Regions from separate parts of the Mus musculus genome. Here regions 1, 2, 3, 5 and 6 are each linked to region 4. The links are chromatin contacts, called in public HiChIP or PLAC-seq and promoter capture Hi-C maps. All regions are on one chromosome and are shown on one strand. The core of a region is the stretch at or near the end of the contact, and the rest is flanking DNA. Distances in the headings are between cores, read along the strand shown. Region 1 holds the start of Marchf8 (membrane associated ring-CH-type finger 8). Region 2 holds the start of Zfp422 (zinc finger protein 422). Region 3 holds the start of Alox5 (arachidonate 5-lipoxygenase). Region 4 holds the start of Zfp637 (zinc finger protein 637). Region 5 overlaps Tmem72 (transmembrane protein 72). Region 6 holds the start of Rassf4 (Ras association (RalGDS/AF-6) domain family member 4).

The links. Promoter capture Hi-C pulls out the DNA fragments that hold promoters and counts their contacts. HiChIP or PLAC-seq counts read pairs in DNA pulled down with a chosen protein or histone mark.
Region 1: a contact with region 4 is called in a promoter capture Hi-C map of hippocampal neurons, with 6 times the contacts expected there. The contact joins the promoter of Marchf8 here to the promoter of Zfp637 in region 4. A contact is called at or near these places in 16 of 39 promoter capture datasets (the 3T3-L1 cell line, 3T3-L1-derived adipocytes, the HPC-7 cell line and 11 more).
Region 2: a contact with region 4 is called in a promoter capture Hi-C map of embryonic stem cells, with 4 times the contacts expected there. The contact joins the promoter of Zfp422 here to the promoter of Zfp637 in region 4. A contact is called at or near these places in 11 of 39 promoter capture datasets (3T3-L1-derived adipocytes, the C10 cell line, the HPC-7 cell line and 9 more), 3 of 484 Hi-C or Micro-C datasets (cortical neurons, nephron progenitors and uterus), 11 of 115 datasets of contacts at active chromatin or transcription factors (the NIH/3T3 cell line, SST interneurons, differentiating embryonic stem cells and 8 more) and 2 of 9 other capture datasets (adipose tissue and pancreatic islet).
Region 3: a contact with region 4 is called in a promoter capture Hi-C map of second pharyngeal arch cranial neural crest, with 7 times the contacts expected there. The contact joins the promoter of Alox5 here to the promoter of Zfp637 in region 4. A contact is called at or near these places in 8 of 39 promoter capture datasets (the 3T3-L1 cell line, 3T3-L1-derived adipocytes, HPC-7-derived erythroid cells and 4 more).
Region 5: an H3K27ac HiChIP or PLAC-seq map of stem cell-derived neural progenitor cells shows a contact between it and region 4, with 9 times the contacts expected there. The contact joins the enhancer-like site here to the promoter of Zfp637 in region 4. A contact is called at or near these places in 5 of 39 promoter capture datasets (cranial neural crest, frontonasal cranial neural crest, maxillary cranial neural crest and 2 more), 2 of 484 Hi-C or Micro-C datasets (embryonic fibroblasts and nephron progenitors) and 5 of 115 datasets of contacts at active chromatin or transcription factors (the NIH/3T3 cell line, embryonic limb bud, large pre-B cells and 2 more).
Region 6: a contact with region 4 is called in a promoter capture Hi-C map of second pharyngeal arch cranial neural crest, with 16 times the contacts expected there. The contact joins the promoter of Rassf4 here to the promoter of Zfp637 in region 4. A contact is called at or near these places in 16 of 39 promoter capture datasets (the 3T3-L1 cell line, 3T3-L1-derived adipocytes, the C10 cell line and 10 more), 1 of 484 Hi-C or Micro-C datasets (embryonic stem cells), 15 of 115 datasets of contacts at active chromatin or transcription factors (the NIH/3T3 cell line, differentiating embryonic stem cells, embryonic forebrain and 8 more) and 2 of 9 other capture datasets (adipose tissue and embryonic stem cells).

What each region holds. Positions count from the first base shown.
Region 1 is chr6:116,335,413-116,339,740 of GRCm38.p6, reverse strand. It overlaps Marchf8 (membrane associated ring-CH-type finger 8), which reads right to left and starts at 1,719. Exons shown (of 8, transcript NM_001302383.1): 1 at 1,526-1,719; 2 at 1,251-1,355.
Region 2 is chr6:116,626,897-116,631,005 of GRCm38.p6, reverse strand. It overlaps Zfp422 (zinc finger protein 422), which reads left to right and starts at 2,007. Exons shown (of 2, transcript NM_026057.3): 1 at 2,007-2,075; 2 at 3,873-4,109. The coding sequence starts at 3,970.
Region 3 is chr6:116,459,566-116,463,741 of GRCm38.p6, reverse strand. Alox5 (arachidonate 5-lipoxygenase) reads left to right here and starts at 2,564. Exons shown (of 14, transcript NM_009662.2): 1 at 2,564-2,867. The coding sequence starts at 2,718.
Region 4 is chr6:117,839,379-117,843,761 of GRCm38.p6, reverse strand. It overlaps Zfp637 (zinc finger protein 637), which reads right to left and starts at 2,581. Exons shown (of 3, transcript NM_177684.3): 1 at 2,494-2,581; 2 at 370-509. The coding sequence starts at 439.
Region 5 is chr6:116,692,321-116,696,636 of GRCm38.p6, reverse strand. It overlaps Tmem72 (transmembrane protein 72), which reads left to right. Exons shown (of 5, transcript NM_178768.4): 5 at 1,108-3,912. The coding sequence ends at 1,586. Among named protein-coding and RNA genes, the nearest start is that of Rassf4, 21 kb to the right of the region's middle. Within about 2 kb of position 2,451, at least 54 of the 459 cell types and tissues checked have an H3K27ac peak or open chromatin away from gene starts, as enhancers often do. A contact at or near this core is called in stem cell-derived neural progenitor cells, where this site is marked.
Region 6 is chr6:116,671,413-116,675,887 of GRCm38.p6, reverse strand. Rassf4 (Ras association (RalGDS/AF-6) domain family member 4) reads left to right here and starts at 2,052. Exons shown (of 11, transcript NM_178045.4): 1 at 2,052-2,164.

The DNA.
Region 1 (4,328 bases), core at 470-2,969, 1.5 Mb after region 4:
ATAAATGATAAATTTGTTTTTAGTTTAGGTACATTCCACATATTTTGTGTTTACCTAAAATTCATATTTAATTGTGAATCGTGTGTTTCATCTGACAATCCTGGATGTAGCCAAGACATGCAACACAGTTTCATCGTCTGCCTATACTTAAAGAGAAGGTAAAGGAGGGAGTTGTCTTGGAAAAGACAATGTACCTCACCTGGGTGTCACAGACATTAGACGACCAACAGCCACCTCCTCACAAAGGACAAACTTTTTAAAATGTGTTCTCTGCCTCTATCTTCCCACTGCCAGGATCACAGTGCGCCACCGTGCCCAGCGATTTTCCCTGCTAACATCAAAGTTCAGTACATCTCTTATCAATAAAGTCTCCAGAAACAAGAAGTTAGGAAAGTACACATGGCTCTTTATTTTAACTTCCTCAGTAATTTCACACTCTGCATACCCTCATTCACTGCATCCAACAGGATATTTCGTTTGATTTTATTGAACATAGGGTCTCACACACTGAATCTCTCAAAATGCAAAATTTTCTTGCTTCAGATTTTCAACATTTAGTTTTTAAAAAAAAAAGTGTCCACATCATTCCATGTATAGTTCATACATTCTTTTTCACAGCACGTGATTTGAGTATTCTAAATGAAGTATTCCACTCCCATTTTGAGTAACTAACCAAGCAAGTACATGTGAAGTCTACTATATAGAAGCACGATTGCAGTCCCTCCTGGGGCTGATCAGAAATACTGCTGTTTTTTCCAAGAGATAAGTTATATATTTATTATTTCTCTAATTGCATAACATATAATCGAACAAAATAAAGAAAAAAAAAAATAATGGGAAGGGCCATACTTCATACGTATCTTGAGACATCATCAAATTAACAAAAACATAAAACGACAAAAAAAAAAAAAAAAAACCACTTCATAATAAATCTTGACAGCTGTATGACCACTGTGTGTCTTTACGTGGGGGAGACAAAGAAGCAGAAAAGGGCTGGCTTTCTTTCTTCCTTTGTTGTTGTTTTTTTTTTTTTTTTTTTTTTCAAATGGGCTTTCAGAGAAGCGTGTTTTCTTTTTAAGGGAGGTTTAGCTGCGTTAAAGATACGTGAGAAGAACGTGAGCCATTATAATCCTCCCCTAATAAATTCCCTATTTAAAAAAACTTGACTCAGATGAAGGAGTCCAAAAAAAAAAAAAAAACATTTTTAAAGACGAGCAAATGGGCGGCGATTAAAATGTAAAGCAGCCTACCTACGCTTTGCCTCCAGCGCTTCTACTAGAGCAGCACCGTCCAGACGCCACGTCAGGCACTCAGACACCAGGAATCCACACTTCCATCTCGGACGGACGCGGAGACTGAAGCAGAGGCAGGGAGGGAGGGTTGCCCGGTGCGCGCCCTCACAGCCCAGCCCGGGCAGGACTTCACCTGAGAGAGCCCGAGACCTTCGGCCGCCCGCCGATAGGGTGACCGGACCCCGCCCCGCAGCACGCGGCCTCTCCCCGGCCCGAGACCTCCGCGCACCCACCTGTCGCGGCCTCCCAGCGGCCACACCCCTGGTGGCCCGGAGCGCGCGGCCCCGCCACGCCGCACCTCGGCGCGAGCAGCTCAGGTGGGCGCGGAGCTCCACGCGCGGCCCGCTTCCTGCATGACCCGGGCCGGACGCAGCAGGGCCGCTGGGTCAGCGCGCAGCCTACACCACCCAGCGAGAGGACGCCGACTGACCGGTCACGTGACGCGCCGGTCACGTGCCCCGCCGCGCCTCAGGCTAAAAGCGTTGCTTTGGCGACCTGGGGCGCTGGGAAGGCGGGGTAGCGGCGGCGGCCGCCTGGTAGACTGGCGCTGGGTGAGGCTGCTGGTAGACTCCGCCCGGCTTCACCTTCTCAGTGTAGAGAAAGGTAAACCTTCCGGTGCGCTAGCAAATGAAGTGGGAGCGAGAACTACGCGGTAAAACGTTTGTGTGTATGGACGAGCAGGGTTTTTTGTTTTGTTTTTTCTCTCACTCCCTAACCTAGAGAGACTCTGAGTGTATATGGTATGGATATGTAAATATGGTATTCATAATTTTTATGAGGATATTTCTGTCCATGTAGACAAGACGTATTTGACTCTACTTTGTCTACATTAAACTCATCCCTGATTATACCTGTACACTGGTGTTGTGACTTGTCCCCACCACAGTACTGTTGGTTGGACCCAAAGATTCTCTCAGAAGCTATCATTCCTAACTTTTACAATTTCTTGACATTCTAATTTTCCTAAGTCACATCTTACAGAAGGAGAGGTTTTGGCCACTGGCAGTTTTATTTATCCAATAATCTTTATTACACGGTACATTCAAGGTATTTTTTTTTAAATTCATGAGAGATTTGTAAGGCAATCCCTGCAGTACTCCACGATTTTCTATTGTCTAGAAGTAAGTCTGTTGGTTTAGCTAATCAGGTTACTCAGCATACTCAAATATGCTGGTCAGTTTGCATACTATGCTGTTTAGAGAGCAAACTGTCAGGAGACAAAACATCTGGATCCATGTAGCAAAGCAAAAAATGGGTCCATTCCTGTAGATCACCTTGAAAGCAACATTCATCTAGAAGATGGAATGGTGAATTTTTTTCGTGCAGATTTTTGCTGTGGGAAGCAGCAGCTACAACCTGAGAGAATCCTCCTGCCCTGGTGGCAGGCTTTCCTATAAGGCAGGACTAAACTTCCATTAGTGTCGTACATGGGCAAGAAGAGTCAATTAAGTGATTTGGGGGTGTGGGAGCCTGCCATCCGAAGTGACAAAGATTTCCAAGTTCTAGAAGTGTCTGAGTAGTTGTGGAGCTGGAAATATTATTTAGGCAAAGCTAGAGTCTCCTAACACAAGGATTCCCTACCCAAGAGATTTCTGAAGCCTCTCTTCATCTAAAACAAAGCTCTGAGTCCTGAGACCAAAATCTTGCATCTGTCCAAACAAGGGAACAAACAGGAAGTGGGAAGAAACCTCTGTACTTAGAAGGTAAAGCTGCTAAAATAAAGAAAAAAAGCAGTTGCTTTGAGGTGACCATTTGCTCAATGCAAGAAGCCTCGTGGCCTTTGGTAAAAATCCTCCTGTCTGTGCTAAAGGGGATGACTTCCCTCCTAGACTGTAGATCAGGGGATGCCAAGTGAGGCATGAGCCAGGGGGCCAATGTTACCCTACAACTAGTCACACTCAACTCTTCAAATGCTTAAGCACACGTTTATCAGTTACGGGTTCCTTGCAAACAAAAGATGCTGTTACAGTCGATGTTAGTGTGCATGTGTAATTTCTGCCCCAGGAGGTTTTCAAGAGATCAGGAATTCAAGGTCAAGCCTAGACTACATAGTTGACCTAAAAAAAAAAAAACAGTGACAAAATATACTGCTGGTGTCTATGATCATAATGGCATTGAACAAGGTGAATCTGAAGTGTGAGGAATAACAGAAACAAATTAAGAGATGAATATCTATATCTTAACTATGCTGTTGAAAAGCAGCCCTTGAATCCACACTTCCTGATTTTAAGTCTTGGACAGCTTTCCACAAGAGCAACACCTGGGATAGCTTGTGAAAGAGGTTTCTTGTGGCTCCAGAGAGTCCAGTCCTAGATGACCTGACACTTCTCCTTCTTTGTAAAGACTCATTCTTCTAGAATGAGGTGTTTAGACAACTCTAGAATGGAAAAAAATCCAAAAGTGGGCATGGAGGCACATGCCTGTGGCCCCATCTATACCAAAGGCTGAGGCTGGATATCACTGAGTTGAATCAAGCCCTGAAGCTAGCCTGAACAACAGAACAAGACTCTGTATCCCTATAAGAAGAAAAGACACATTGCTTTCAGTATTTTAAATGGTTTTTAGTTTAGCATCTCATTTTTTAAACTCAAAACTTAAGATGAAGGTGGCTATATCACAAGACCTAATCACACTCAATATTTTGGCAACAGCACAAGAACAATGTGTCCTCAATTCACTAACATTTGTAAGCATAAATTAAATCTGTCTGATTCTGCCTTGTTTAATCATTCACTAACATCGTTAGCACACAATCATGGCCTTGCCATTTTAAGTGCTAATCTTAATCATGACAATTGACTATATCTGTTATTGTTTATGTGATTTGATGTCTTAAGTATTGACATCTGTCTTCTAGATTTCCTTAAGTCTCCAAGCAAGATCATATCCCCTGTACCGGCTAGGTTTGTGTGTCAACAAGCTGGAGTTATCACAGAAAAAGGAGCCTCCCTTGTGGAAATGTGTCCATGAGATCCAGCTGTAAGGCATTTTCTCAATTAGTGATCAAGGGTAGGAGGGCCCATTGTGAGTGGTGCC
Region 2 (4,109 bases), core at 758-3,257, 1.2 Mb after region 4:
GGTTTCTGAATCCCCTTTCCACCTTGTGGAGAGTCTTTCTTTCTGTGTGCTTTTCAGTAGCTGTCTCCGGGGCCTGCTTTCTCACTGACTTTAACTGGGGGATGGGTGGGTCCACCACTTCCTTTTCCAATGCTCGTGTGTGTGTGTGTGTGTGTGTGTGTGTGTGTGTATGTGTGTGTGTTGTGGTTGTTGTTGTTCTGTTTTTTTTACCTTTTTGTGTCTTGGATTTTTTTCTCTTTTATTTCTTTAGCTGGTGAGAAAACACCCAGCCAAGACCCCCAGATGGCACCAGAAGGGTTGTTTGTAAGTTTAGAGTAGGGGAGACCATGACAAGAGTGACATTGAGGATTTTGGCTTGAGCAGCTGGAGTGAAGGCACGGTTGTCAATTGCTGGGCGGAGACTATCGAGGGACAGAACGTTTGATGTGCCATGCTCACTGCGCATTCAAACGGGATCCCAAGCAATCGGATCCAGGAGCCTGGAGCTCTGGAGAGTTGCACATGTCAATGGGTCAAGAGAGTTTATGCTGGGACCAAATATAAATGACCGTGGCCCAGAAACAGATTTAGGTTACCTCAAATCCCAGGCCCCAACATGGAAGCAGTTTCATGAAGTTTCATAGTAATAGAATAAAGAAAGTTGCAAAACAAGACACTTTGGAACACACTAGTGGAAGCATGGAGTGGGAGGTTATAGCAGCATGGAGGAACCTCAGCTGCAGGCTTCCGCTATCAGATGACTCTTGGACTTCTGGTTGTAGAAAATCAGTTTTGTTAAATTAGCACATCCCAAAATATTTTTTACCTGTCAGTCACAGGATGTCAGGTCAAAAGTGGGCAAAGTAGTGGTTATTTCCATGGCTAGAGATACCTCAAACTCTGTTATGACTGGGCTCCGGACCTACGACACTCCCAAACCCTCCATAACCACAGAAGCTCACTTATCTGGCCAGCCGCGCAGAAGAGTGCTGCTTCTCTGCAGGAAGTTGCATTTATGGACACCAGGATCAGCCAAGGTCGCCAGTGAGGGGAGTCTGCCTTAATGCGATGAATCTGAAGCCATTAGAACTCCCCTGGGAAGGAAGCATGTGTGCCTTTCCAAACCGAGTTGTTCACTCACAGTGTGAGCGGGAGCAGAATTCCTCTCCAAGCTGGGGTTCCTGCCCAGTACACTGAACGCATTCATTTTCCTCTGATAGGAGTGGCTGATGCAAAGTCACGGCTCTCTCCTCAAAGTCATGAGTTTTATTCAGAGGCCAAACACAAGTGATGATGGCCCAGGGAACACAGATTTAGATTACCCAAACTCCGCCTTTCAACCTGCAACCAAATTCATGAAGGTTTGACAGTAACAGAACAAAGAAAGCCATAAATCAAGATACTTTTAAATTCATTTGTAGAAACATCAGAGAGGTGGGTTAGAGCTCTGTTTAGACATCTCAGCTATAGATGTCATCTAACATAGTATTCTTGGCCTTTTGATTGGAGAATGGGATTTTGTGTTTTATCTGTCAGGATGTTGCACATCCTTCCATAGAAGTGGACAAGGAATGGATGCATCCCAAGATGAATACTAATTATGCTCTGGACCTGCAACATCCCAACCTCTCTTCACCACCGCCGTTTTAATCAATCAGTCAGCCTGTGCGGACAGTGTCCTCCAGAAATTTCACGGGCCTTTTGGTGATATAAGGCGACCCGTGAAAAACATAAGTAACACCTTAGGCTGAAGTTATTTCTCTAGACTAGATACTCAGTACTAAGAATGCAATTTACAAGTTGGAACGGGCTGGTTTGGGGGTGGTGAGCAGAATCTAACAAAGGCCAGTTTCTGTGTAGGTCGACCAGAATAGAAAGAGAGCGGGTAACAGGCCTTAAGGTCCTTGGCTCTGCCTTCTGAGTGGTAAGAGAGGAACACAAAAGGACCACCGGAAGAATCCGCAGGATATGGTGGGGTGGGCCGGGGACCATAGAGGGTCTCTCCGCCTCTTCCTAGAGCGGCCGGCAGCTCCGCGGCTAGCAGCCCGCACTTCCGGCGGGCGAGGCGCGAGGCGGGCACCGTGGCGGCCTGCGCGGTGAGTACGCGGGGCCTGCGGGTCTGCCTGGGCCGGTGTTGGGTCGGGTCGGGCTGCGGCGCTGCACGGAGCCCGGCGGGTGGCCTCGGGCTGGGGTCGGCTTCGGCCTGGGCGCCTCCGCTCGCCGCGGAGGAGAAAGACTCCATTGTACGGGTGGGTAGGCTGCACCGGGCCATTGTGAGCGACTTGGAGGGAAGCGGCGGACTCTTTGTTGCTGCCGTAAATGGGTGAGGGAGCAGGTGCACGCCGGCTAGACGGGTCCCCAGTACTGGAGCTCCATCACCCAGCTTTACCCAGCCTCTCCCCTACTGGGGACCTCGATCAGACAACCGGACTTGGCGGGCGTTAGACGAGGGGGCGATGGACTCCCCAGGTCGGACAGTGAGAAATCAGGCCCGGAGGCGGCTCCGGGGTTGGGATGGGTAAAGGAGCTAAAGGAGCTTCGGGCCTGTGTTTACGAACCCACGAAAGGAGGTTTTAAATCAGCTTTATTTTAAAAATAGGAGCACACATAGGCTACCTGTAAGTATGATTACTTCATCCATAGGTAGATTCCATAATCGATCAGTTTGCAACCAGTTGTGAGTTCCCCGGTATTTAAAGAGATGTGTTTAAAAGTGTATGCTTACCATTATAGCTATTTATTGAGTACCAGGTACCCCACACAGTGTCTCCTGTTTACGTGGTCTGTACATAACCGAGACGGTTATGGGCAGTGATTGCTGTAGATCTGTGTTATGTGCAGTTTGCTCTTTCTGTTGCTGCAATTGTAGCAGATAAAATTATTAAACACCCAGGAAAAGCCCCTGGGCACTCTTACGTTTGGAGGATTATTATACAGCAAAATCAAGACGAAGGAAAAAAAAGGCAGGAAAAGATGTCATTTGTGTTTTTATTTACTTACTTTAAATGCTTGTGTGCAAGGAAACTCAGAAAAATAACTGAGTTGCAAGTAGGTTTTCCAACTAACCTAAGACACTGGAAGTCCAGTGACTGGCTTTGCAGGCCTGAACACCTCCCACACTCTCGCCTATTTGGAGTGTGTGTGTGTGGAAGGGGTTGTTTTGACAGCTTCCAGACAACCTTAAATGTAATGCAATAAACTTATTTTAGAGCTTTTGGTTGTGCTCTCCTTCTTGGCGTGCTATAGTCTAGGAAAGGAAGAATAAAGTGTTTTGGTTTTTTTTTTTTTTTTCCAGATTTTTCTCACCTAGTATTTTCTGAATAAGACTCTTGGGAAACTTGAAATTCTCTTTACCGATTAGCTTCTATTTTCAACTCCGCTTGCTAAGTTATCATCTATAGAAATAACCAAGCAAATAAGAATAGATAGGAATCTATGGAGGTGTAGTATAATCTGTCATTTCTTTTGAATTGGATATCTTACGTAGCAGCTATTAAATGAGAAATTTAGCACAGCCAGTATTGACCTGAGATGCTGTTTAGCAGAGATATTGATCATCTTTTGCAGTTATTTTTGTATCTTCTCTGAGACTTTATCTTGCTTTTGCTTTTTAGTCCTTCAAAATACTCTCTGTGGCTCCTCCCTAACAGGTTTATGTTTTTCTTCGTCTTCTCTTTTGCCTGTCCAAAATCAGAAACGTTGCAAAATGATGATGATGCTGATTAAGCTTAACCTCTGGCATTAGAATCACCTAACGAGCACCTGTCTCTTAAAAGTGCGTCATTGCACTTGTACTAGGTGTGCTTTGGCTACACATGGATGCAGTTTTGATAGATTGAAGAGGTGCTAGTGCTGAACTAATAAATATCTGTATTTTTCTTTTTCTTCTACAGAAGGGAATTCCGAGTTGCGTCACTCTAGGATATGAGACCTTAGTTCAGAAGTTCAGAAGACAGTAGGATCTCTTGCCGACACATTTGCCTACTCACCATGAGGTTAGGAAAGCCCAAAGGGGGTATTTCTCGAAGCGCCAGCCAAGGAAAAGCCTATGAGAGCAAGCGCAAGACAGCCCGCCAGCGACAGAAATGGGGGGTGGCCATTCGCTTCGACTCGGGCTTGAGTCGACGGAG
Region 3 (4,176 bases), core at 1,315-3,814, 1.4 Mb after region 4:
ATGTGTGTGTGTGTGTGTGTGTGTGTCTGTGTGTGTGTGTGTGTATACACACATATATATATATTTCCATATAACTATATAATTATATATAATTTCCTTTCATATATGTACACATTTTAGGATGCTTTTACATTAGTAGGCTTCTCTACAGGACCTTTAGTGTAAGCTGTCCCTTCCCATATACCCTGCTCTCTCCTGCTCCCATTTAATTCTCTTATCTTAGTTTCCCCTGGATGAGGCTATACATTTCCCCTTTTAATGAAAATAGATTCCTTTTTCACATAATATATCCTGATTACAGTTTTCCCTCCCGGCTCCTCCCCTCCCATCCAGATCCATTCCCTTTCTGTCCCTCATTAGAAAAGAACAGGCTTCTGAGAGATATTAAAATATAACAAAAGCAAATATGATAACAAGAAACAAAAATGGTCATATTGAAGTTGGATAGGGCAAATCAACTGAAGGAGAAGAGCCCCAGAATCAGAGACCCACTTATTCTCACACTCAGGAATCTCATAAAACACTGAACTGGAAGCCACACTATATACTCAGAGAACCTAGTATAGAGCCATGCAGGCTCTGTGCATGCCACTGCAGTCTCTGTGAATTCATATGTGCTTTGCTCCTGTGGATTTAAGGGGCCTTGTTTGTGTCTTCCATCCCCTCTGGTTCTTACAATCTTTCTGCCTCTTCTTATGTGAGGATTCCATGGTCTCTGGGGTTAGGGATTTGAGGGAGACATTGCATTTTGGGTTGAATGTCCCAAGGTCTCTCACTTTCTGCGGAATGTCTGACTGTGATTCTCTGTATTTTTTTTTAAGCTGTCTAAAATTAGGTGTGGTCCACACCTGTAGAGGAAAGTGACTACTCAGATACGTTTTCAGTCACTTCCTTGGCCAGCAGAAGCCAGGTCTGCTTTGTCCGGCTGAAGGGAGAAGGGGCAGGTTCATCCTGTTGCCATTGCACTGGACTGCAGAGGGTCCAGGGCTCTCACAGACACGCCGCTGCATGAGTCAGGTAATCATGCCACCAGCAAGGGGAAGTAAGGGCTGGTCCTCTCTCTTCCCTTCCCTTCTGCTTTTCCAACCACAAACACCTGCTTTCCTGGCAAGTTACAGGTTCCCCAATAACAGAGGACTAACAATAACTAAGGCCTGTGTCCAGCTTCTCTGTACCTCACAGTGTGCTGAACTAGGATATGAGCAAAACACAATCCCAGCCCCCAAGCAGCTCATAATATGATGGGAGAAATGACGACAGAGCAGATCCCCTTGGGACAGATGACAATGTGACAGTAAGTGTGAGCAGCGGTGATAGGGTAGCAGTCAAAGAGAGGCAAACAGATTCACAGAAGAAACAACATCTGGGAAGGAGTTTGCACAAGATCTAGAGGTACAGAAGGAAGGCAGGAGAAACCACCCAGAAGGGAAGGGAATGTGCCAAGGATCTGTGGAAATTAGAAGATTCAAAATTTCAGAAGAGAGCTCACTTAGACTGTGGCATGACCAATGTATGGAATGTAGTCATTCCATCCAACATGAGCAGGGTATTATCGAAGGATTTTGTAGATTTAATTGTTATACATTGTCTCACTTGCTAGGTGAGCCCCATCCAATCAACTGGAGGGCAGGAAAAGCAGAATGGAAAAAAATAACCAAGAAGTAGTAGCACAGTTTATTACAGACAAATTAATGCTGCCCATTGTTCCACTGTAAATTAAGGAGGGTGCATTGACCGCCTACCTTCTAGTGACCAGCTGCTTTCCCTTCTCTCTATGGCAACAATGTTATGCTTTTCTGAGCACAGTGGGATAGCCCTCCTCACCTTCCAGCAATCACTCTCCTTAAGGTTTCTTTTCTACCTTTACCCAAAATGCACAGGTAGGCTCTCACTGAAGAGCATCCCACTCTTCCCTAAGACTCTCAGTCTTAACCAACTCCTTAAGCCATCTCCGGACAAGACAACCTCCTTTCCCATCACAAGTCCGCTCTCAGCAAGCATGCCATTAAAGTTCCAGACAGTCCCACAGGTGCAGATTAGGAGTCGCCCACTCGGGCCACTACTTTCTAAGGCTGGTTCCCAGTACCACTAACCATTTCCCCCAAGTTTGCTCCCACCCCGCGCCTCCCAGTACCTTGCCCAGAGAGAGAAGGTTTACTCATTTTGTGAAGAAACCAACATTCAAGTTTCCTTGGGGTCCACCGTGGAGCTACAGGTACTCTCCTTGTGGGCTTCAGACCCCCTGCTCTAAGTGTAACTATTGCATACGCTGTGTGCTGCAACTGAATGAGGACACAGGTAGTTCTTGAGCTGACAGTGAGGGACACTGAAACAGGCAAGAAGCCATAAAGATGGAAGAAATAAGGGATTAATTGACTAATGAAAACAAAAATGCATGAGGGATAAAAGCTAGGTAGAGATGGGGCAGAGGAACAAGGGCTTCAGCCTATCAGAGATCACTGTCCCTCCAGTGCCACAGGAGAGAAGGATGCGTTGGAAGGTGGGGTCCTGGGACTGGCCAGAGACAGGGGCGGAGCCAGCGCCTGAAGGCAGGGCCGGTCGCAGGGTGGAGCCAGACCCAAGCGCAAGGCTGGCCCGCTGCTGGCCACTGTGGCAGGGAGCTGCCGCGAGTGACAGGGTCAAGAAGTTGGTGGGCTGCCACGCCGAGCTTCGCGGGCTCCTGCTCCCACACCAGCAGCACTCACTTGCCCGGAGTCATGCCCTCCTACACGGTCACCGTGGCCACCGGCAGCCAGTGGTTCGCGGGCACCGACGACTACATCTACCTCAGCCTCATTGGCTCTGCGGGCTGTAGCGAGAAGCATCTGCTGGACAAGGCATTCTACAATGACTTCGAACGGGGCGCGGTGAGAATGCGCGCTTGGGACCGACGGCTGGCAGCAAAGAGCGGGAGGGCGGCGGGGCAGGACAGGCAGGCACCTGAGAACTGTCTGTCCCAGCGCGCTCGTGACCCTATGTGAGCGCATCTGGGGATCTGATGCAGCGCCAGAGTCGGTGCATGCCAGGGCAAGCGAGGCACCCTAGACTTCCTGATGACTCGGGTATCTTAAGGGACAAATGACTTCCAATGTGGGGGACTGATGTGGCTGGCCTCTTATGTGAGAGATGGCACAAACTTTCACCAACAGGACCCAGAATTTGTGAGAGGCCCCTTCACCTCGGGAGTTCTGAGGTCCTAGTGCCCCAGAGTCCAGTACCACTGCAAAGCATAGAAAGCCCTGTTCGACAGCTAGCCATTTTGTGTAGACAGTGTAAGTCCAGGGTAAGTCAGAGATCCAGGATCGGGAGTCAACTTGGGCATAATCACTCTTCTATCCCTACTGTGGACCTTCGTTTACCAAACTAAAAATTGGTTAGGTTTAATCTTACCCATGAGTCATGAGGGAGCCCAGTCCCATTTGGGGGCTAGGAATGAGTCCAGGGATTGCCCCCCACACTTAGGTACCCTACATTTCCTGCACTCAGTCCCAGTGGAGGAATGTAAAGGAAGGAAGGTCTGGCCCGAGCAGCCTTTGGAAAGACTGTCAGCAGGGTGCGTGCAAGAGGACACTTCCTCCCTGAGTATTAGCTTCTGAAGGAAAAAAGGAAGAAAGATTTCCTTTCTTCCCTCCTAATACAGACTTTGGAGTCTGGCAGCCCCACAGGCACTGTGGGAGGCCATTCCGTTTGGATGCTGCTGGTGTGTAAAGTCTAGCCCCATGACTTTCTCTTAACACAGGCAGGTCATGGTTTTCAGTGACCCACTAAGTGCCTAGTACATCAGACTTGCTCAGTAAGTGAGTCTGTAATAGACAGGCACGCTGCAGACCCTTGGGGTGGGGGTGGGGGGTTCCTCTTCCTTCTACTACCTCCAGGTCTAAACTAGGCTTAGGTTTGATTTTACCAGGCTGCCTTCTTATCATTTAGTTTACTATTGAGTCGACCCACATGAACTTGCTTAGAATTAACCATTTGTGATAAGCACAATGACAATTTCATATGCTTCCACTAGATAGATCTGTTCAGCCTAAACCAAGGAAATGATAGTTAAGCCCTTTTCTGGGTCCCAAACTCTAAGCACGACGCTTACATTCCTATCCTGGGACCTGGTACTTTGCCCTGATTAGCAAGCTTCTAACCAGGCTTGAACAAGCAAGCGTGGGTGTTGACCTCAGA
Region 4 (4,383 bases), core at 1,332-3,831:
GTTCAAGGTTCATTCAGCCTGAGACAACCCCAACATCACCTCTATATCAAATTGCTTTTCCTTTTTTCTTTCTTTCTCCCTTAAGACAGGGTTTCTCTATATAGCCTTGGCTGTGCTAGAACTCATTCTACAGACCAGGCTAGCCTCTAACTCACAGATCCGCCTGCCTCGTCCTCCTAAGTGCGGGGATTAAAGACATGCACCACCACTGTCCGGCTTCAAACTGTTTTCTTGCTTTGTTTTGATTATCATTTCCAATCCCAGCTTGCAGGCTTTCCCTGCAACCTGTAGAGCAGTGAGCTTCACCAAATGAATGCATCTTCTTATAGGGGCTCTGACGTCATCCCAGCAACCAGCTGACTCACTCACTGAAAAAGGCTACATTCTGGGCGTATCTTCCATGACAGTCCAGCAGGGTAGCTGTTGGGAACCCAAACATGTCCACTCCTGCTCGCTGACTTTGATCACCGCCTCTTCATATGATTCTTCCATGGGCTGGTCTGGAGAACCTGAGGGACAGAAAAAATAAATAAACCAAACCAAAAAAAAAAAAAAAAAAAACAAACAATAAAGGGCAGACCTGAGAGTTGAGATCAGTTTGGAGTGTAAACACAGGAAATCCAGACTTTCTGAGGTAATGTCACTGCAAAGTGGGCTAAAGATAGCAGGACTGGAGGGCTGGAGAGATGGCTCAATGGTTAAGAGCACTGGCTGCTCTTCCAGATGTCCTGAGTTCCATTCCCAGCAACCACATGGTGGCTCACAACCATCTGTAATGGGATCTGATGCCCTCTTCTGGTGTATCTGAAGACAGCTACAGTGTACTTACATATAATCATAAATAAATGTTTGGGCAGGGTGGGCTGGGGTGGGGGTGGGGAAGATAGCAGGACTGACCAAACAGAAATGAATCTAGGAGCAAGGAGGCAGAGGGAAACAGATAGCAGAGAAGTAGGAGTGCCTACTGTACTGTTAGTCCCCAGGTAAGGGCCGCTCTGCTTGCATTTGGTCTTGATAAAAAATTGGGGTTCTCTACTTTCCAGGCAAGAAGTCAGCACACCAGCCTTCCTGACTGGTGTTAGGAAGAAATAGCTCCAGCTTTCCTTTTCAGCTCCCCTCAAGTTACAAGGACCTAACAAAGAAGGTCTTGTTACCTTCTGGTAATTCTTAGTAGGCTCTTAACCCAAACCACCACTCCCTCCCCCCACCCCCCATGGAATGCTTATTTAAGGATCAAATTCCTGAATCTGTACACTTTGTTTACATAGTGGTACAGTATAATCTTTGTTTCAGTATGTCTGGTCAAAATGCTGGATTCCTAGCTTAATGAATTAGCAATCTGATGGTACGATTTTCTATTTTATTAACCAAATAGCTAACCCTTCTATCCATTCAGTTATATAGCCTGATGTCAAGAAATCTTTGAAGGATTCACTTCCAACTTGGAACACAAGCTATAAAGGGGTCCCCTGTCATGCTGCAAATGCATTCACTTAGAGATATTATTGATTAAAAATAAAGCCAACAAAACTCCCCTGTGATTCACAAAGAAAAGCACATGGTAGCTACTCCCTGGGGCTGGACTTTTTTGTCTCTGGAGTGTCTAGAGAACATGGTTAAGTCAAAATGAGTGAACACGGTAGATACCTGAACTCCTCTACCTGCTAAGAAGTAGCCAACATGCCTCAGCTGTGTCTCCAGACTCCCTGATTAATAGCAGGACAACTGACAACAGGAAATTGTCAAGGAAGAACCTGTTCAAGTCAGAGCAATCAAATTCTTGAAGATATTGAAAGAGAGTGATTTCGTAACACAAAACGCTGCTTTTCCTATCAGAAATGTTACCACAGCTCAGAATTAGGCCCCGAGAGACTTGAATTTTTTGCCTTGTTTCCCTCGGTGTATGCCCTGTAGCAGAACAACCTAACAGCCCCGACTCCAGTTTCTTCTCTTAGTAAACAAGTTAACACTATCTCAATTAGCTAGCTCTCGGAAGAACTGAGGACCAGAAAGTGAGGGATCTCTTACATTTGAGACACGCCCTACAAATCCAAGACCTAAAATGGTGCTTTTTCAGGAGAGAGGGCTGGAGGACAGACAGGGTGATCTGTAGGGTTTGGGAAAAATCTAATGAGGCAATTTAACGTGCGATTAGGAGCTTTGGGTGAGGATGAATTCCCCCCACGCTGGACGCCACTCCCTGCTAGGCTCTCTCCCTAGGCGTGAACTCTGCTCTCCTGGCCTAGCTGGACCTTCCTGTGGCCCCTCCCACGCTCGCGGGGCCCCAGCCTCCCAGGGACCCCGACATTGCAGCAGGACCCTTCCGCAGCACACCGCGGCCCACCCGCTCTCCGACCAGCGCACCCTTGTCTGCGGTTGGCGATTTTGGCCCGGACGGCCAGCCTGGCCTGCTCACGCGCCCTGGCCGGAGCAGCAGGCTCAAGACACAGCCCCCTCTCTCGGGCGCACAGCCCCGGCCTCAGCAACACTCACCGCAGCGGCGCGCGCCCGCAGACAGACAAAGCCGGCGCCGAGCCCGTAGCAGCCGCTGCAACGCTGCGCGTCGCCGGACCACAACTCCCAGGAGCCCGCGCGCGCCCCGAGGCACTGTGGGAAGCGCCGCGACCGAGCTGCGGCAGAAACGCGGTGGCTGCTTCTGGTTGTTGGGGAGCGCCGTCCTGTGGAGGAGCGGTGGTTGAAGCTTGGGAATGCTTATGACGTTAAAACTGCAGAAGACTCAGGGTTCCCTATAGGAGCCGGGACCAAGTATTTCGGACAAAGAATCAGGAATACTCTCTGGTCCGTGTAATAAGTTTTTTTTCACCCAAAAGATGGACGAGGCACTGCAGGACTTCGGAGTTTAGGTACTACCCCGACTAGTTGTACGACCCAGGGCGCTCACTTGTGGGGAGCCCAGGTCCGACGGCTCCAGGACCCCATAGGGCACCTACGCGGGGCCCGGGAGACTTTCTGAGCCAAGGGAACTCGAGGGAACAGTATTCCCTGAGTGGACACTAACATTGTCTTCCTAACTGAAGAAGTTAATGACACAAGGGTTGAGATTTGAACACTCTAAAATTAGTTATTAGAGATGGGAGAGTAGCCCTTTTGGTCCTGAGAGGGGCGTGGATGAAATTGAGCATCCATTCAATAAAATCTCTTTTAAGATGCCTTAAACGTCCATCGACTGCATTTATTTATATGCATTTCTAATAGCCTTTTTTTTTTTTTTTTTTTTTTTTTGGTTTTTCGAGACAGGGTTTCTCTATATAGCCCTGGCCATCCTGGAACTCACTCTGTAGACCAGGCTGGCCTCGAACTCAGAAATCCGCCTGCCTCTGCCTCCCAAGTGCTGGGATTAAAGGCGTGCACCACCACTGCCTGCCTCTAATAGCTTTTCTAAAGGACATTAGTCTCACCCTGGAGCCCTGACTTGACTTCTTTCGTAGTGAGCCTCCCCCAGAGTCTTCCCTTGGTAGATTTAGCTATCCTATTGAATGAAAGAGACCATAAGAAATGTTCCTCTTGCAGTGCCCTTGTTCCTTTCCCAGAATTACATGTGTCAGACTGGATGAAATATTTGACTTCACAGGACATCTCTGTTCTGTGAGACCAGATGTGGGATTAGGACAAGTTTTAGTTGACAAAGCATCGGTAGGAAAAGGGGGCCATCAGGGGAGACAAGAACTCATGTTTCCTTCATAAATCTGCAAAGATTCTCTTAACAGCCTTGAGGACTTGGGTACACGTATTTTTTGGGAAAAAAAGATCCCATTTTGTTTAGTGTGTGGATGTGAGGGGTGTCTTGCTGTGCCTGTGGAGGTCAGAGAATCATTAGTATGAGTGGGCTCACCCTTTCCTACAGGGAATCGAACTCAGGTCATCAGACTTGGCAGCAGGCACTATTACCTACACACCATCTTACTGGCCCAGATCCATTTGATAGAGTGGTTACGATTGGGGTTGAAAGATCAGAGTCCCTAGACACATGGTTCTTGCCAAGATCTTAAATGGGGCATAGTCCTCAGCCACCACCTGCATCTTAACACTTGCATCAGGAAGGGGGGAGGGTGCCGAGTGAGGGCTAGGGGTGAGTTCTGCCAGTGCGTATTTAAATGCTTGTTACAGACATCTCCATCCCTGGTACCTTACATCACTAGGGGAAGGAATGATAATTCAGACAGTGACATTAGTTATGACAGTCTCACTACTTGGATAAAGAAACTGCTCAAATGACCTCCTATGCGGAGACCCTCTACGTGGATCAAATGTGTGATAAAGCACAGATCCACAAAAGACCCAGAAGAAAAACTGAATTAATGTGATCATGATCTCAGTGTAGGAAAGGACGTTTGCAACCACGATAAAATGGACAAAAATAAG
Region 5 (4,316 bases), core at 1,202-3,701, 1.1 Mb after region 4:
CTGAGGTGAAGCCCTCCTGGACGTAGCCATCCAGAGGTTGGACCTTTGACCGGGACTCTGAGTTGTCTTCTCTCTGGCCACTTTCAAAGAGTGAAATGGCTAATCCTCAGCCCAGACCCTTGCATATCTCCTGGCTACCTACCCACTCGGCTGTAAGCTCCAGGCTTGGGTTAGGAAGGCACACTAAACAGCATGTCAGCTTATCTTCTGTTCCTCCTCCTAGTGCCTTGCAGGGTGGCTCAATTTCTAACCCCAGAACTGACATCCATCCCCACCTCTACATTTCTGTCTCTTACCTTCTTTTCTACAACCCTCCTTTTGATTTCTCTTTATTTATACATACACTGCCCTCCCAGGGCCCATCAGAAAGACCAAAAGAGCCCCTGACTAAACTGAAGGAGACTAAGCTCTCCTCTTTAGCAAATGTGCCACGGCCCCTGAAGAAAGTAATAGAAGGATCCACCCTGACACTGAGTGAACCACAAGCCCTGCCCTCTGAAAAGGCAGACTGAAGAGACCCTAGGACTGGTGGGCACTGGTGGTCAGGTTCCTGGCTTCTGCAGACCCTGTAGCAGAGTCTACAGGCTAGCCCAGATGATTCATGAGCAGTAGTCTCTGTGCCACTGAACATGAGAAATTCACATCTCCCCAAGCTCACTGGGTGAGGACTAGGGGAATCTCCACATTTCTGAGAGTGAGAAGACATCCAACAAATCCAACATCCCCAGCAGAATCCATATCTAGCAAAGCCATCACACATGCCTGCCCTTGATAATCCACCCCAAGAGGGAAACTGAAGGTGTAATGAAGTCAATACCAAGACCAACTCTCCATATGGAGGGGATGTGGGGCACAGAGAGCAGACAGATCCCTTCCTTTGTACCCTGGCCCCCCACAGCACTGGTCCTCTTTGAACCTTTAAGCTGTGTCATGCCATCATATCAGCCCCAGAGTCTGGTGTGGGTGTGTGAAGGCTAGACCTATCAGGGTGCTGAGCATGGCTGTACAGTACAGTACAGCAGTGGTGCTTTTGATAGGCTTGCTCTACCTCTGATTTTCCTCCATGGCATGTCTGTCCAGTGTCTTGACCTCCCAGATCTTTTTCAGGCTCCATGTTAATCATCACTGGCCTGGCCTACTTCCTGCTGAGCAAGCGAAAGAAAAAAAAGGCTGCTCCAGAGGTGGCACCCCCCACAGAGCAGTACACAGACCCTTCCAGCAGCGTCGTGAGCACCACAGGCTCTGGGGACACTGAGCAAACCTATACTTTCCATGAGGCCTTCAAGGAGGGGCCTGGCTCCTTCTTTATCCACATGAAGAGCATCCTAAAGGGGACCAAGAAGCCACGTGTCCTGCAGACCCAAGATACCCTAATGGAACTGGCACTGGAGCCGGCTGACTCCTTGGCCAAGAAAAAGCAGGTACACTTTGAAGACAATGTGGTCAGAATCATCCCATCCCTCACTGAAGGTCTGGGTGATAGTGACAGTGAACCAGAAGAAACCAGCTCTGACACAACTCCCATCATCCCTCCCTCCCAGACCCCACACTTTCTGCCTTCTCTCATGGCCACTGACCTGTTCTGAGCTTCTTAGCTAGAGGTCTGCAGATGGATGGACCTGCCAGAAGAGTCCTAATAGCCACAGTCCCTGCAGAGAACTCAGGGTCTCCATTGGCCAGCTGTTCGCATCCTAGTGGTAGCTGGGCATTCAGAACAATGAGATAGTGTACCAAGCCAGATCTGTGGTGACCTCCAGCAAGGTACAAATGAAGCTTTGACATGTGTAATCAACATAGTCTCCTTGTCAAAAGGTGGGAAAAGAGACCATGGCTTCATTCTCCACAAGGCTGCTGACCCAACTTTCTAAGCCCTAAAGGAACAGAAGACATGAGTTCACCCTTGCACCCAACAAAGGGTTCAGCCTTCAGCAAGAACTCTATGGTATGTTTTGCTTGTGATACAACCTACTGGTGCCAAAGGCCCAGGGCTATATTAGCATCGTAAGCAAGATTGCTCAGGGTAGATATGAGAAAAGAAGATTCGGATCTCAAGTGAGAACAGCCTGGCAGTGGGCTACATTCTCAGCATACTCTGGGACTGGGCTCGGCAGCAGGCATTTCAGAATCACCAAGGAAAACAATACCACTCTGTGCTCACTGCCAGGAAAGCTGACCAGAAGAGCATCTCTCATTCCAGAAGGATAACTCAGGGCTTCCTGCCCTCCCCTCACTTACCCCCTATCCAACAGTATGAGCAGTGTTCAGAGTCCAAGTAGGTGGTATAGATGGTTCAATCTAAAAGGGTCTGAGAACCTGTGGCCATCTGTAGCAGAAATGGCTAGGACATAGCATGGAGTAGTCATTGTAGTTCAGGCCCCAAGAAGACTGCCCCAGAGAGCCACACAGCATAGGGAAGTACCTCTGCCATGCTTAGATACGTGGGAGTAGATCCTCTGTTAAGTAGATGATCACTCAAAATAGACAGGAGGGGAGGAAGCAGAGGGAAGGGCACAGGGGAGAGGGTAGCGAGCAGGCAGGCATGGCGGCATCCTGGAACTACAGAGGTGGCAGGGAATTTGAGTTAGATAGTTCTCAGTAAAAAGTTTAGCAAAGTATCTTTTCTAAATAGTATGTTTGGTCCACAGGATTACTGCCAGAAAAAAAAAATAATAAAGGCATGTTATTCCTCATAGCTGACCCCCAGTGAGCGAGCAACAGAAATTAAGAGTCCTATAGTTTGTGTCTGAGGAGGGGACCCACTTCAGGGCTCTCTGATGGGTAAGCCTCAAATCTTGTACTTTATAGTCTAGATAAGGAAGATGTTCACGGTACAATGATCAGCACCTATGACGTCGTTTTGTTTTGGTTTTGGTTTTGTCTTGCTTTGTTTTGTTTTGGAAATGTGTTGAAATGAGACACCCTAGAAGCTGGTATTAGCCTGGTGCTTAGCACAGCCAGCATCCCAGATGGACAGAACACTTTTTGAAATAGAAGATGCGTTGCTAAGACTGTGAGGAGTGAAGGCAGAAAGCAAGCTGGGGCCTGGAGTAGGTCTCATCCCTCAGGTCAAAAGATAGGCAGCTGATGGATGGCCAAGGGGGCTTTTCCAATGAAGGATGTTAGATAGTGCAGTCAGGGAAAAATAAAATATATGGAATATGGGGCATGGGTGGGTATGTCCTTGTTACTACGGGGATCTCACGGTGAGGAAGAACAAGAAAACACTACCATGATACCATGAATTTGTGTGAGGTGAGGCCAGTGCAGACCTAGGAGATGGTTCTTAACTCCAGATTGCAAGGCTGAAGGTCAGGGAGCAGAGCTTCCAGCCCGACTGAGGCCAGAGGCCAGAGGGAACAAAGCCCTTAACCAAGAGGAGCCAGGTCCTCTCCCTGTGTCTCTCTCTCTGTATTAGTTACTTTCTGTTGCTGAGATAAAATACCATGACCAAAAGCACTTAAGGAAGAAACAGTGTGTGTGTCTTACAGTTCTTACAGAGAGCTAGAGTCCATGATAACAGAGAAGACCTGGCATGCAGCAGGAGCTAGAGGCCAGCTGGCCACATTTCATCCACACACTGAAAATGAGGCCGAGTGGGGAGGGCAATCGTGACATGAGGCTGTGAACCTTCAAAGCCCACCCCTGGGGATGTACTTCCTCCAGTGAGGTTGCACCTCCTAACGTCTCCATAACTTTCCCAAACAGCAGCACCAACTAGATGGGTGACATTTCTCATTCAAACCACTGCAGTCTCTCATCAGCTTATATAGTGTTAGAAATCTTTGGTTCTTGGTTGGTTGGTTGGTTGATTGGTTGGTTGGTTGGTTGGTTGGTTGGTTAGCTTGCTTTGCTTTTCTTAAACATCCTTAATAAGATGTAGTTTGCTGTCATAAAATTGACCAAGTTAAACCATACAGTTAAGTGGATCTTAGTGTATTTCTAATCTGAGTTCATTATATGCATTCACATCTCAAGTTCATTATATGCTCATCCCACCCCCACCCCCCAAAAAAAGAAATCCAGCCCTGTAACCACTAAGACTCACCCCTCGCCTCCCAGTTTCTGTCCTATGAAACCACTAATCTGCTTTGTATCCTTGTAACTTTTACTGTCCTGAGCACGTCATAACTTGAATCAGGTAACTGGAGCCTCCACACACCCTGACCTGACTGCTCCCAAATGGGCACAGGCTGCACTGAGCAGCAGTTTCTGCATCTCCCAGGATAGGCTGATCCCACAGGAGTCTCCTTGGCTCTCTGCGTCTAGTTCTCTATTAAGTGAGGATTCAGCGATTTGTTTATTGCTACCAGCACCAG
Region 6 (4,475 bases), core at 803-3,302, 1.2 Mb after region 4:
ATTTTGGAATGGGTGCTGGCTTAAAAGCCTGTGCCACCACTGCTTTGCCCAACTTATTCTTTTAAAGGAATGGCCTTGAAAACGATTCTCAGAGCCAAGCACAGTGATGTATTCCCGTCACCCCAGGACTTGGGAGGTGGAGGTGGGAAGAGCATCCTCTGCTACCTAGTCATAGTGAGTTCTAGGCCAGCCTGAGCTTATGAGATCTTGTCTCAGAAAAGGAGGGTGGGTGGGTGGGTGGGTGGGTGGGTAAGATGGCTCATCAGGGAAGGCCCCTAAGCCTGATGACCTAAGTCCTGGGGCCTCCACAGGCAAAGAAAAAAAGGAAAGTGATTTTCATATCAAATCATTTATATGATAATCCATTCGCTTATGTTTCAGAATTCATGTATTTAAATCATATCTCAGCGCACGAGGCCCTGGACAGAGGGACAAAGATGATTTCCCAGTTGCCTTAGAACAGAACCAGGTGCCCAGCTGCCTGGAGCCAGCCTAGAGCAGGGCAGGCCCTGGGTGGCAGCCTCACCTCAGACTGTGCTGTGAGCTTTGACTGTGATGCTTCCTAGAGACATCCCAATGGCTGCAGGGTGGCCCCTCCTACATAATGAACTGGAGTCTCTGTGAAAGGCAGTTTGTTCTCCAGAGAAATATAAGCATTTAATCAAGGCAGGCTAGGGCTGTGGAGCAACAGCAGACCAGATCAGCAGCACATGTAAAACATACAAGGAGGGCTCAGGACACCTGAGGCCTATGTCCCAAGCAAGGTGAGAGAGACAACAAGGTGAACTGGGGCAGAGAGCACGACTCATGCTGGAGAGCCACAGGGAGACTCGCCCTCCCCACCGGCTGTTGACTTCTTCAGTTGCACAGGGGTGAATTGGAGAAGTTGGGAGTTACGGTGGAATTCCGTGCTTTTGGTTTGTCAAAACTTTTCGAAGCACCCAAATAATGAGCTCAGTTCTGATGCTTTCGGGCTGTGGGAAGAAACATGGGTTCCAACAACAGGTCACCAACCACAGGAAACCCTAGTTGGCAGAGAATGGATCACTCTCTAAGAACACGAGTGAAAGCTAAGTTGAAGAGGGACTGCAGGCTGGTCATTTTTAGCCCGCTGCAGGTAGGGAAATAGACAGAGAGTCTGTGACACAGGAAGTAAAGGGCGGAGCACAATCTCTTTGCCATCTCTTCGCCGGCCATAATTGGCACGGTGCGCTGCATTGGGGTCCAGAGACTCTAATGCCGTCTGTTTTCAAATACGTGAGTACCTACACTTTTAGAAGTCCCACTTCATACTCTAAAACGGCCCTGTGACTCTAAGAGGGTTAGAAACCAGGGAATGAGCCGAGCTGAGATGACTTACTTTGCGAGGGAGGGCAAGAGGTCCTGAAGTCAGGACTGGGAACCATGAAATAAAACAGAGTCAACAAAGCTCCCTTGCCTCACAGCCGCCCAGCTTCCCTAAGCTCCCAGCCTATAGCCTGGGGCTCTGCCTCAGCGCTGGCCAATCTCCTCAGAAAACAGCGACCGAGAGAGAGGAAACTAACTTTTTAAATTCACCAGCTCCTATTTTTTAATGTAGCTTTCTGAGAAGCCACAACTTTGCTTGCAGGTGCCACCTGGACAATAAATAAATGTCCCAGACTTCACGCGCGCGAACACACACTCCACCCTCCCTAGGAAGCGCACAGTAGTAGCTGTAGCGCCTGCGCAGAGGTCTTTGTTGAAACCCAAGTATCTGCGTTACCCAGGCTCCCTGGCCTCCGCCTGTGTAGACCGAGGGCCCCTGGGGACCCACTCCTACTGCTTTCTCTTTGCGTCCTGGGGTGCCCTCGAGGATTGGGGACTTAAGTGATGCGCGAAGCGCTTAGTGGTGTCCGTAAAGATCGAACAAGTGAGCAAATGCTCGGGGTCTACTTGAGGGGCATCAGTACCAAGCACCCTAGAAGGAAGAGATGGGCTGATAGGCAAAGCAGTTGACCAGAGAGAAGGGGCGTGTCCAGGGCGGAGAGGGGCGTGTTCGGGGGCGGGAGGAGGTGTGTCTAGGGTGGGCTGGGACGGACTTGATCCCTGCAGCAGATGCAGGGCTCTTGAGTCCGTGCAGGCACAATTCTAGTGCACGCGACCTCTCTTGCTGGTGGCCTCTGGACCGCGCGATGACTGAACGGTGAGTGATGCTCAGACTGCAAAGGTAGTGGGCATCCTTGGAGCACCCTACCTTCGACCCTGGGGCCGCGATCAGGCAGGGCGCTAGAGCCTGAGCACTTGCACCCCCAGCCGCAGTGCGCGAGTCTCCTCCCCCTGCCAGCCTGGCGCACTGCGGGCTTCCAGCCAAGGGCTGAGGGTGGCAAGGCGCCTAACATCTCCTAGATAAGGTACTTTCCGGGCAAAATCTTAGCAGGGCACGTGAATCCAACGGCCGGCTACACTTGTGCTCACCTCATCCTCCTCTCAGCCAGCTTCCTAGAAACACGATCTTAGAGGCGGGAAGAGGGTTTCAGCAAGACCTTAAGATTTTACAGCTGGAAAGCCAACGCTAGGATGATTACTCATCCAGACACTTGTTTCTCCGTCGCTGTTGGTGCGGTGGGCCATAACCAAAGGGCTACACAATATGCCACTCACGTATAGTTTCAGGGCTAAACTCCACCTGTCTCCTGATTCTTTGGGGCCCGTTCTCTTCTTTGAGATCTCCGGCACCTCACTATCTCTCTGGAGCCTGAAGCCCAATGTCGACAGTGTTTATTGTGGATGAAGTCCTAGGGTCATAGTTGTTTAAACTGGTGATGAACTCCAGATTGAAAATAGAAAGGATTTGACAGGGTCATACAATGCAGTCAGGGTAAGCTTTGAGCCCAGACCTTTGGGGAGGCTGGGTTGTTTAACCTAAAAGTATGTCGAAGAAAATGCTTGAAATTGTCTTTATTTATTTATTTATTTACTTACTTACTTACTTACTTATTATTGAGAAACAGACAGATGCACACTCACTCACACACCAGAGAGAGAGAGAGAGAGAGAGAGAGAGAGAGAGAGAGAGAGAGAGAGCGCATGTACATGTGTACCTGTGGGTCATAGTGGCTGTGTGCAAGACAACTCTGTGGCATCAGTCGTTTCTCCCCGTCCGCTTTCCTGTGACTTTTGAGGATTAAACTTAGGTCCTGAGGCTTTGGCAGCAAGCGCTTTACTCATAGAGCCTCCTCACCAGCCCTTGAAACTGTTTAAAAGTAAGCTATCAGCACTAGGAAGTCGCTGCAGGCCTAAAGCTTTTGCTGTTTCCCCAAACTTGTAGTTCCCCGAATCTCCTTCCTGCCTATGGGATTTCCCCTGGGACAAACCCTGAGATAGGATTGGAGCCCTGCCACCCCCTTGCTTGACCTTCGGTAGCGAAGATGGGCTGTGATATAGTCCCCTAGTTGCCCCAGGGACACTCTATACCAGCTGCCACTACAACTAGCTAACTCAAGGCCTAGAGGTGGCACAACAGTTGAGGTCACACACCAAGTCAGTGACAAAGAAAATCTCAGCCAGCATGGTTCTCAGAGTCACTGCAGCAGACATTCTCAGCCTGGGATCCAGGGCAACTGGACTCAGGCATCCTGATCATCCTCATTCACTCACGCTTCTCTCTCTCTCTCTCTCTCTCTCTCTCTCTCTCTCTCTCTCTCTCTCTCTCCCCTTCTCTCCCTCTCGTGTGTGTGTGTGTGTGTGTGTGTGTGTGTGTGTGTATGCATGCACAGTCACACTCACCCATTTTTCTTGTTCGGGGATGATGGTGTTATGTTTTCAAAGGGATCCATGTCCCAAGGGATTCTAAGACATAGCAACTGGTCTCCAGAGAAACCTCTCCCAGCATCTGCACATGGTGCACAGACTAGGCCAAAGGTCGCATGCGTGTGGCAGATATTACAGTGTTGAGAACAACCTGGCAGCCAGTACCAAGTAGTCAGGGGGGCTGCTCAGCTGGGCTGCACTCCTGGACCCAGGCAAACTGAGTATCCATTTGGCCCCCATACCATAGCTGGGAGGATTCCTGTCTCCATGAATGTCTCTTCCATAGGTAGGGAGTGAGCCTGGATTGGAGTGGAGGGGATGCGGGGACAGGAAATATGAGTATATTGTATGAGGGGGAGAGGGAGGGTTGGAAATTACTTTATTACCTCAGCTTACGGGAAAGAACACTGGAGGGCAACAGCAGAAACCAGCAATCTGTCCTGCAGGTGTGTGGGTGGGACCCTGCCTCTGGGCTGCAATTTAACCCAGCGAGTCACAGGGAGGAGAGATGGCTGCAGAGGGGACAAGGACAAGGACCTGTATCTTCAGAGAAAGGGAAACATTGCCAAGGAAGCCTACATGGCAGAGAGGGTTCATATAAGGTCACCAGGACCATAGGGGTCACATGGCAGAGGTGGCCTGGCTAGGGGAGTCGCCCTGGTAGGAGTGGAGATTGTGATGGCTGTGCTTTGTCAGACCTCCCT